Regions from separate parts of the Mus musculus genome. Here all the other regions are linked to region 2. Evidence: chromatin contacts called from public Hi-C and HiChIP or PLAC-seq data. All regions are on one chromosome and are shown on one strand. The core of a region is the stretch at or near the end of the contact, and the rest is flanking DNA. Distances in the headings are between cores, read along the strand shown. Region 1 has its middle 6.0 kb from the start of Gm46262. Region 2 holds the start of Wscd1 (WSC domain containing 1). Region 3 has its middle 18 kb from the start of 9230020A06Rik.

Evidence for each region. A called contact is a pair of places that touch in the nucleus more often than the background predicts. HiChIP or PLAC-seq counts read pairs in DNA pulled down with a chosen protein or histone mark.
Region 1: a Hi-C map of myocytes shows a contact between it and region 2, with 2.1 times the contacts expected there. The contact joins the enhancer-like site here to the promoter of Wscd1 in region 2. A contact is called at or near these places in 4 of 39 promoter capture datasets (embryonic stem cells, neural stem cells, second pharyngeal arch cranial neural crest and 1 more), 2 of 484 Hi-C or Micro-C datasets (cerebellar granule neurons and myocytes), 6 of 115 datasets of contacts at active chromatin or transcription factors (SST interneurons, embryonic basal ganglia, embryonic forebrain and 3 more) and 2 of 9 other capture datasets (adipose tissue and embryonic stem cells).
Region 3: an H3K27ac HiChIP or PLAC-seq map of embryonic stem cells shows a contact between it and region 2, with 3 times the contacts expected there. The contact joins the enhancer-like site here to the promoter of Wscd1 in region 2. A contact is called at or near these places in 3 of 39 promoter capture datasets (cranial neural crest, embryonic stem cells and hippocampal neurons), 1 of 484 Hi-C or Micro-C datasets (cerebral cortex), 5 of 115 datasets of contacts at active chromatin or transcription factors (embryonic basal ganglia, embryonic forebrain, embryonic hindbrain and 2 more) and 2 of 9 other capture datasets (adipose tissue and pancreatic islet).

What each region holds. Positions count from the first base shown.
Region 1 is chr11:71,975,211-71,977,910 of GRCm38.p6, forward strand. No RefSeq gene overlaps it. Among named protein-coding and RNA genes, the nearest start is that of Gm46262, 6.0 kb to the left of the region's middle. Within about 2 kb of position 1,326, at least 12 of the 459 cell types and tissues checked have an H3K27ac peak or open chromatin away from gene starts, as enhancers often do. A contact at or near this core is called in SST interneurons and myocytes, where this site is marked.
Region 2 is chr11:71,749,634-71,752,333 of GRCm38.p6, forward strand. Wscd1 (WSC domain containing 1) reads left to right here and starts at 1,382. Exons shown (of 9, transcript NM_001357965.1): 1 at 1,382-1,596.
Region 3 is chr11:71,496,716-71,499,415 of GRCm38.p6, forward strand. No RefSeq gene overlaps it. Among named protein-coding and RNA genes, the nearest start is that of 9230020A06Rik, 18 kb to the right of the region's middle. Within about 2 kb of position 1,371, at least 17 of the 459 cell types and tissues checked have an H3K27ac peak or open chromatin away from gene starts, as enhancers often do.

The sequences.
Region 1 (2,700 bases), core at 76-2,575, 230 kb after region 2:
TCTGCTTAGACTGTTTCCCACCCTCTGCAGGTTGGGTGAAGCCTGCTTGTCTTTAGCACTGAGAAGATATGTCTCATTCTCCAGGCAGCCTTCTCTGATCCCTGCCAAGACTGGGATGGGTGCCACTCCTCTGCTCCCCAGTAGCACCCTGCAGGGACCCAGGGTCCTTTTGGTGAGTGCTTATCTCCCCCACTAGACTGCTGTAGGAGGCGTGGCTCAATGGTTAGGGAAGTAGTTGAGGGAGTGGTTAGGAGAAGGTTAGGGGAGTGATTAGGGGAGTGGATAGAAGAGGGTTAGGGGCAGATCCCCCAGGCACTAGAATCCCAGGCGTTTGCACAGTGTCCAGTACATATTCAGATATTCTAAGCCCTTCCAAGTGAGTGGAGAAAAGAAGACAAATAGAGCAGATCCATCACTGCAGAGAATAGATCTTAAGGACAATGACCTTGTGTGTCAGTGCCAGTCACCCCCTCCCTGCACATTTCTTCCACCCACCCCACCCCCATATGCTGAGCACTTCACTTTCTGCTGTGGGCTGTGACTGTTTTTTAGATTTATTACAGTTTTATTTTCAATTATATATACGTGCAGTGAGGGCAGGGATTGTGTCCATGAGTGCAGTACAGGTTGGGGCCACCATATCCTCTGCAGCTGGAGTTTCATAAGCAGCTGTCAACCACTCAACCTTGGAGCTGGGACTCAAACTCTGGTCGTCTTAACCATTGAACCCCACTCCAACCTTGGCTTTTGACTTTTCACACCCTTTAACAGAGAGGGCTTCAAACAAAGGCCTTAAGGCTGACCTTGGTCCTAATGTCCTAGCTGTTAGACCTTGGGTCAAACTCAGATCTGTCTGATCCAAGATCCAGAGCAAACCCCTAAGTGCCCACTTCCACCGAAGGTGTGCCTGGCCTCATGCAGAAAGAGCACCAGGGGACCAAACCCACTGTCACTGTGATTGTAAAGGTCGCTCTTCGTGGGCCTATCTCAACCCTGGCTATTCGTACCCACTGCTTCTCACCAGAATGGGTCCTGCACAGCACCGTCAGAGCCCAGGTTAAGAACCTGACTTCCAAGGCAGACACATAGGAGCTACCAGAATAAGAACACCCAGATACTTCACTGCCTTCCCTGTTTTGTGCACCACAAACTGCCTCCTGCTATTGGTATTGGGACACACGAACCCCAAAGACCACACCTCAAGGCAGTGAGACCCACTCTGCCCTTGGGGCAGAAGAAGGCCAGCAGGGGTGGGGAGGTCTCCTGTTCAGCCTTCTCTTCCCTGTTTGCTGTGGCAGGCAGCCCTGCCTCCTACTTTCTAACTGTGACAGTAGGGGGAAAAAAACTCTTCAATTCAAACTGTAAATGCTGGTTTCTCTCTGCCGCTAACATTCCACCCGAAAATGAGCCATAATTTGAAATGCGCAGTAAAATGTAATCTTGGCTTTTTAGCACCCAGACTCCTTCATTTTCAAAGAAAGCCAATGGCTTGGAGATTGGATTTTGTTTTTGCCAATTATACATTTTTTTTTTGCCTCGAAAGCTGCCTGCAATACAAAAAAAAAAAAAAAAAAAAAAGAAGTGAGGTCGCCCATGCTTTGAAGATGAATCATGTTCAAAGCTGGCGTTAGAACCCCCCGGTGTTCATAACCCTGGTCTTGAGACAAATGCACTAGTCATTACTGAGAGCGCAAACGACAGGCTGGAGTTATGACTAGCGTTTGCTCACCACAGTGAAGAATGCCCTCTATTAATGACAACAGCTGTCGGTTTAATAACCCCAGAAAAGATCATTACATTCTTTCACATTCCCCAGAAACAGATGGAGGAATTGCAAGAAGGTCCAAGCATATGGGAAAGCATGTTGGTTCCAGCAGCTCCAGAGAACAGCCAGAAATCCCATTTTCAGTGGGTCACTCTGGCCACATTACCTGTGGGTGCCCAACAGAGAACAGGTGTCCTCCTGGGCTTGTGAGGAGCGTGGAACATGGTAGGGGTGGTGGAGAGAGAGACACGTGAGCCCTCAGTGTGCCAAGCTGTTAAGTAGCCGCATGGCTTGTCAGGTTCTAGTGAAGGCTTAGGACAGCTGTGGTCACTTTGCCTCAATGACTTCTGGTGGCACTGTCTGCTAACAGAATGTCAGCACAGACACTTCCCTGAGCGCAGTCTCGCCACACAAGCACTTCAGAATGTGTGGGTGTGCCTGGGATGGCCACGGCCTGCGCCATGCCTGTGCCTTAGGCAAATCCTTGCATCACTTACTCCCCTGAAGTGATCGCTCACAACCAAAGCCTATCTTTGCTCTCATTCAGTTGGGAGTACTTGTCCACTACTAGTACTTGTCCGGTACAAAAGAGCATCTCTGTACCTCCAAGCAATTGTCCTGATGATTCAGATATGGCCATCCACAAAGAGAGACGGGGCTGTAACTAAGGAGTAAATCCAGAATTAGAAAAATCTTTTCAAATTGATAAATAAATAAATGTAAAAGGCCATAGGTTTACTGGTGACTTCTTTCAGATTTTCCCAGGATAATAGCTCATATTGCTGTGAAAACTGTCCCCATGCATAGACAAGCACAGAAATCTAAGCTACATATTGTTTGGATACAATAAAACCATGAGTTTAGAAAACTAAAGGCCAAGTTCACTTAAGAAGAAATCCCAAGTACTTAACGGCAAGACAAATTTTAAATTACAT
Region 2 (2,700 bases), core at 132-2,631:
CCTGGAATGCTGAGATAGCACAAAATCCCTCTGCTCCTACCCAAAACTCCCAAGGCTCCAAAGAGTTCAACCTTCATCCCCAGACCCAAGACTCTTCTGTGTAAACTTCAACAAGCCCTTTCCCCACCAGGGTGCCTTTCGACTGCACCGCCAGAAGCTTTCTACGGGTCCCCTTCCAAGCCCCACTGCTGCCCTGCACCTGTTGAAAGCCCACTTCTCTGAGTGGCTGAGCAGCTCTGCCCCTAGCGGAAGTTGGAAGTAAAAAACTTCCATTCAGGAAGTCCGTTAGAGCCACTGCCACCTGCTCCTGATGCCTCCTCTCATCCTGTCCCCAGCATCCAGCAGCCTCCAAGAACATCTTGGCTGTCAGTCTTGGGTGAGAACTATACCCACTGTTGTTTAAGGAAGAGCAGGGTAGATGCTGTGACTTGGGGGCTTCGAAAGGGGGAGCAGAGCTTCCCAGTGGGGTAAGTCTTTATTTAAAAGGAGGGCTGTATATAGACCTATGTGCCCCCCCTCTCTGTGGTGTGTGTGTGTGTGTGTGTGTGTGTGTGTGTGTGTGTGTGTGTACCAGTGAGGCAATGTCCCTTTACACTCTATATCAAGAAGGTCTGTCTCCCTGTGTCAATGTGGGCAGAGTGATAAGCTGCTGGCAGAACCCCAGGTGTGTAAGGAGATGGTGTGAGTATCTTTGCCATTTTGTAATTCTGTGGTACTGTCTCAAATTGTGTGTGTGTTTCTAGCAAGTGCTTGTTTCTGAGTGGCTGTGTGTCAAGGAGAGTTAGGTGAATGTGCCTAGCTCCCCCAGTATGGGACAGTAATCCAGTGTGTGCCTGGGTATTTACATTAGAGTGGTACAAATTTGTGTGGCTCTGTATGTGTGTGCAACTGTCCGTGTCCTAGCTTGCTTCTGAGTGAGTGGAGCAGAGTACAGAGTGTGTGAGTGTGGGTGTCTGGTGATTCAGTGTGTATTTGTATCAGCCACTGTGCGTCTGCCACCACGTCTGCATCTGAGTGTGGCGGCGTACTGCTGCGAGTGGCGATGCCCAGTGTATTCCTGTGTGCGTCTGGTGTGAGCACCATGGTGCGTGCTAGAGCCGGCTAGGCTGCAGTGGTAGGCTGTGGCTGGGCGGGTGCAACAGAGTGGTCAACGTCTTGTCTTGGCGGTGGCGAGTAGTGCGTGTCACCCGCGGTATGTGCGTTGTCTCGCAAGCCCGGACAGATCACCCACATACCTCCCGCCACGAAGCCAAGCTGCGACCCTTCCTGGGAGCCTAGAAGAGGGGGGTGCGCGGAAGCCTCTAGGACCCGGCGGAGGCCGGCCGCTGTCCCCGGGCCGCGCGAGTGAGCATGTGCAGACCGGGCGCCCGCTCGCCCGCTCTGCGCCCGCCACTCGCTGTACTCCGCGCCCGCGGCTCAGCTGGGCGCCCGCCCGCTCCGCCACTGCTCAGCGCGGAAGTCCGCAGCCTCGGGGAGCTGCGCGACGCGGGCCTGGGAGCGCGGGTGCGCTTGCTACAGGCGTCTGAGCTTTGGGCACTGCGGGCTGCGGGCTTGGCGCCCCGGAAGGCGGGTGCCCCAATCGGCTGTGATCGCTGGGTGAGTCCTGTCTTCGAGGTCTCCCAGCCAGGACCCTAGCACGGGCTGCGAGCCGGATCTACCCCCGCCCCGGGCAAACAAGTTTGTGTAGATGCGACTGGGAGCGCGCGGGGTTGCACCTGCTGGGGGCGCGGGGTTGCACCTGCTGGGGCGCAGGGCGCGCTGGCGAGGCGCCTTCCCGGGGCCGGCGCGCCAGGACCGTGGCGGATGTGTGGGTAGCATCTCACCACGTCTGGTCTTGGCTGGATGTGCACAGGCAGTTGCACCAGCCGCTTCTCCGCCGGAATCCCGGGGACGTCCGGTCTGACTCCCCGGTCGGGCTGAGGGCAGGTTTTGGGGTGCGCACAGCCTCCCTCCTAGGTGGAGACGTTCGTCAGAAGCTGCTCCCCCCTCTCTCGTTCCATTCCCAAGCTAGGCTTCCGGTCAGCGAAGGGTTTTCTCCGGTCTCTTGATGAACTTGAACACAGGCAGAGGCAAAACAGAAACGTATGTATTTTGTTGGAAGAAATTACCCGGTGTCGCGCTTTGCATCTTTCTAAGGTGTGGATGGAGACTCGTGGCTGGATGCTCTGTGTGCTGTTTTTCTTTGCTAGTCAGAAGCATCCCTGGCTGGGTCAGCTGCTTCAGGGTAACCTATCTAACTGCTTTTCTGGGTGTCTGTGCTCCGCTGATGGTCTTAGTCCTACCAGCTAGTCCACGGGGAGTCCGAATGGGAATAGGACCTCTGCCCCATCTGCTTGCTGACAGATTGGCAGTTTCCAGCACCCACAGCCCTACCTTGGGACCCGGCCCTCACTCTCCGTCGTAGGCTGTAGGCTACTTTTCAGACAAAATGAACAAACTCGGTACTCCCCTGTACTTTTGTCACCTCTTCTCTCCTGTTGCGAGAACAGTATTCTTATATCTACGGACCAGCTTTGGTAGGAACCCATACGTGGGGTTCAGGAACTCAACATCAGATACGGGAAGTGAGGGCTGTAAGGATTGTAAGAATAAGAGGAGCTTTATGCTGGGCTGGGTGGCTCTTTCTGTAGACAGTATCCTCACTTGGTGGCTATCTAACTGAATGACTACACGTGCTGGCCAGAGAGCTAGGGAGAGCTT
Region 3 (2,700 bases), core at 121-2,620, 250 kb before region 2:
AAGCTTTTCACGGGGCTTTTCTAGTCCAAGGTGTTTCTTCAGTGTCCAGGTCTGTCCTCCAAATACGCCTACCAGTTACCTACTCACTCCTCTGACACCCCTTAAAGTGCTCCTGTGTGACCTTAGTCCCCAGCTCTCACTGCCACTGCTGAGATCTCCAGTCTTTTCTCTTTGTGGCCTCTGGTGACCTGAAACCTCAAAGTGTGAGATCACTCCTCTGGATGAGCATCTGAAGATCCCTCAGGACCCCTATGGCAAAGCCAGAGGTCCCCACGGGCTCAGCAAATTCAGTCTCCCACCATGCCCCATCCTGTGCCTTCTTTAATCCTAATTTTACTGGAGCAAAATCATAGCACATAAAACTATCCTTTATGCATTTTAAAGCACATGATTTGGAGGCATTTTGTACTTGGCCAGTGTGGGCAGCCATTGCCCCTCACCTCTGTTTATTCCCAAGGCATTTTCATTATTCCCCAAAGGAATCCCACCTTTCTCTGTTACTCCCTCCCTAATCTTTCTGTCCTTATGGACTCGTGAGTTCTGGGCATTTCATATGGATGGGATCCCATGATGTGGCTTTTGTGATTGGTTCCTTTCACTGACCATGATGTTCCTCCATGCTGGTTTTAAAATAAATGCATACTTAATTCACTCATTCTATGGTCAAATAATATTTCATTGCATATGCATATCAATTTTGATCATCCATTCATCAGTTCTTGGGCACTTGGGTGTGCCCATCCTTGGCTATTATGGACAGTGCTTATGATGATTGCTCTTTCAAGTCTCATCTTTGGTGCAAACCAAAGAGAACTGCTAGATCATACAGTGAATGAGGCTAACCCTCTGAGGACCCGACTGGAGCCTAGTTTCTTGATCCTCTGCCTTCGGGTCCTTTCTTCTCTCATGCAATCTGTGCTGTTCCATACATGCTTGTCCTTCTGCTTTCCTCTAACCGATTTCATCCACTCTTCCGACAGATGTCACCCCTCTTCTCTGTGGCCGCTGATGCTGCAGCTCTGCTAAAGTATTGTAGCTCCTTATCTGCTTGATGTCCTGGCTAGTTGAAACTGGTCATTGTTTGAGCATGGGGACTGAGTCTGGCTTGTGTCTGCCTCCCTCATACCTAGCTTAGTGTTTCCAGTTGTTTCCATGAAAAATGAATGAATGGAGGGCCTGTGTGTAGGGCATGAGATTCACGTCTCCCACTTTCTGCATGCACGTTTCAGAGGCCTGTGGCTGAGCTGCTGTGGGTGTGGTGTGTTACCTCATAAACTGCTGTGGCTCCCAAACAGCCAAAGCATTTGCTTTCCTTCCTTTCAGTGTGCACTGGCTGTTGTCAGCTCCAGGCTACCATTGTCACGCTTCATTAGGACTGCTTTGTTGCTATGAGCAGTGGTAGTCACCGTTGCTAGGCTGGCTTTTGTTTCATATATATATATCGGCATTTCCCCCCTGGCAAATAATCAGTGTCCAATTAATTCTGAATTTCTCATTGTTTGCTCCAGCTGTCAGGCTCCTTGCAGGAGCAAGGAAGGACTGTTCAGTGTTTTCCTTATAACTAAGTGAACCATGAGAGTCGAGAGTCAGCGGGTCACTTCTGACTCTCAGGAGTGAGAATGGGAGAAGCAGGATAGAGATGGAGATGGAAAGAGACTCAAAGATGGGAGGAAAGGGAAGAGGAAGACAGAAACAAACATTGAAAGATAAGAAGAATTAGACATACAGAGTCACAAGCCATAGATGGACATGCACAATGCACAAATATGCATTCTTACACACACTCCAACACCTCCACACACAGGCAAATACCCATACCCACACTCAAACACCCCTCACAACACAATGTACCCCCCCTGCATTCAACCCACCACAACATCCTCAAGCCCGCTCAGAGCTCCCTCTCACAACACGGTCACACCTTCAGATCATGCACAAACTCTTCCTCATACACTCAAACAACCCCCAAGCAACCTTACTCCCTTCCCTGTACTAAAAACAGAGGTTTCTAGAGACACAAAAGGGAGGGGACATGACCATGACAGAGACAGAGATGCACAAAGAGAAGGTGACTAACACTGAATGGCTGAAGGATGCCCAAGTGAGTCTTTGTAGCTGTGATGTGTGTATGTGGAGATTCTGTGCAGCACAAAGGAACCACACTCCTGAGACCCACACCTGAGGCTATAGCAGGAACACTGTGGTCTTAATTCCTTCACCGTTCACAGCCCCTTTATACCACAGCAGCCAAAAGTGCTCTTGGGGAGCACTGAGGAGAGGAAACTGAGGTTCAGCACACAGCTGCACAAACAGGATCATGTTTTAAACTCATGTTCTGAGCCCCACCTCCACCCCACCCAACCCCTACTCCATCCCACCAGACCCCCGAACCTGCCCCATTCACATGTTCCCCAGAGGACCTGCTCCTCAGTGCCAGTCCCATCCCCTCTGCCAGCTCCATCAGGTCGAAGTGATGGTTCAGCAAGCCCCTGGAATTCTTCTTCATGCAAATGAAGCATTCAAAACACCTCAGCACCAGCCAATATACACTCATCCTGAGAAACCTCTACCCACTACCTAAGGTTTATAGAGTCCTTGTTACCCCAATTAAGGAGATCTGTTTCACTGAAACCCATAGGTGAAGGCTGTTTCTACCTTGCACTCAAGCCAGCTGAGTTCCTGCAAACCTACCTGGCCCCA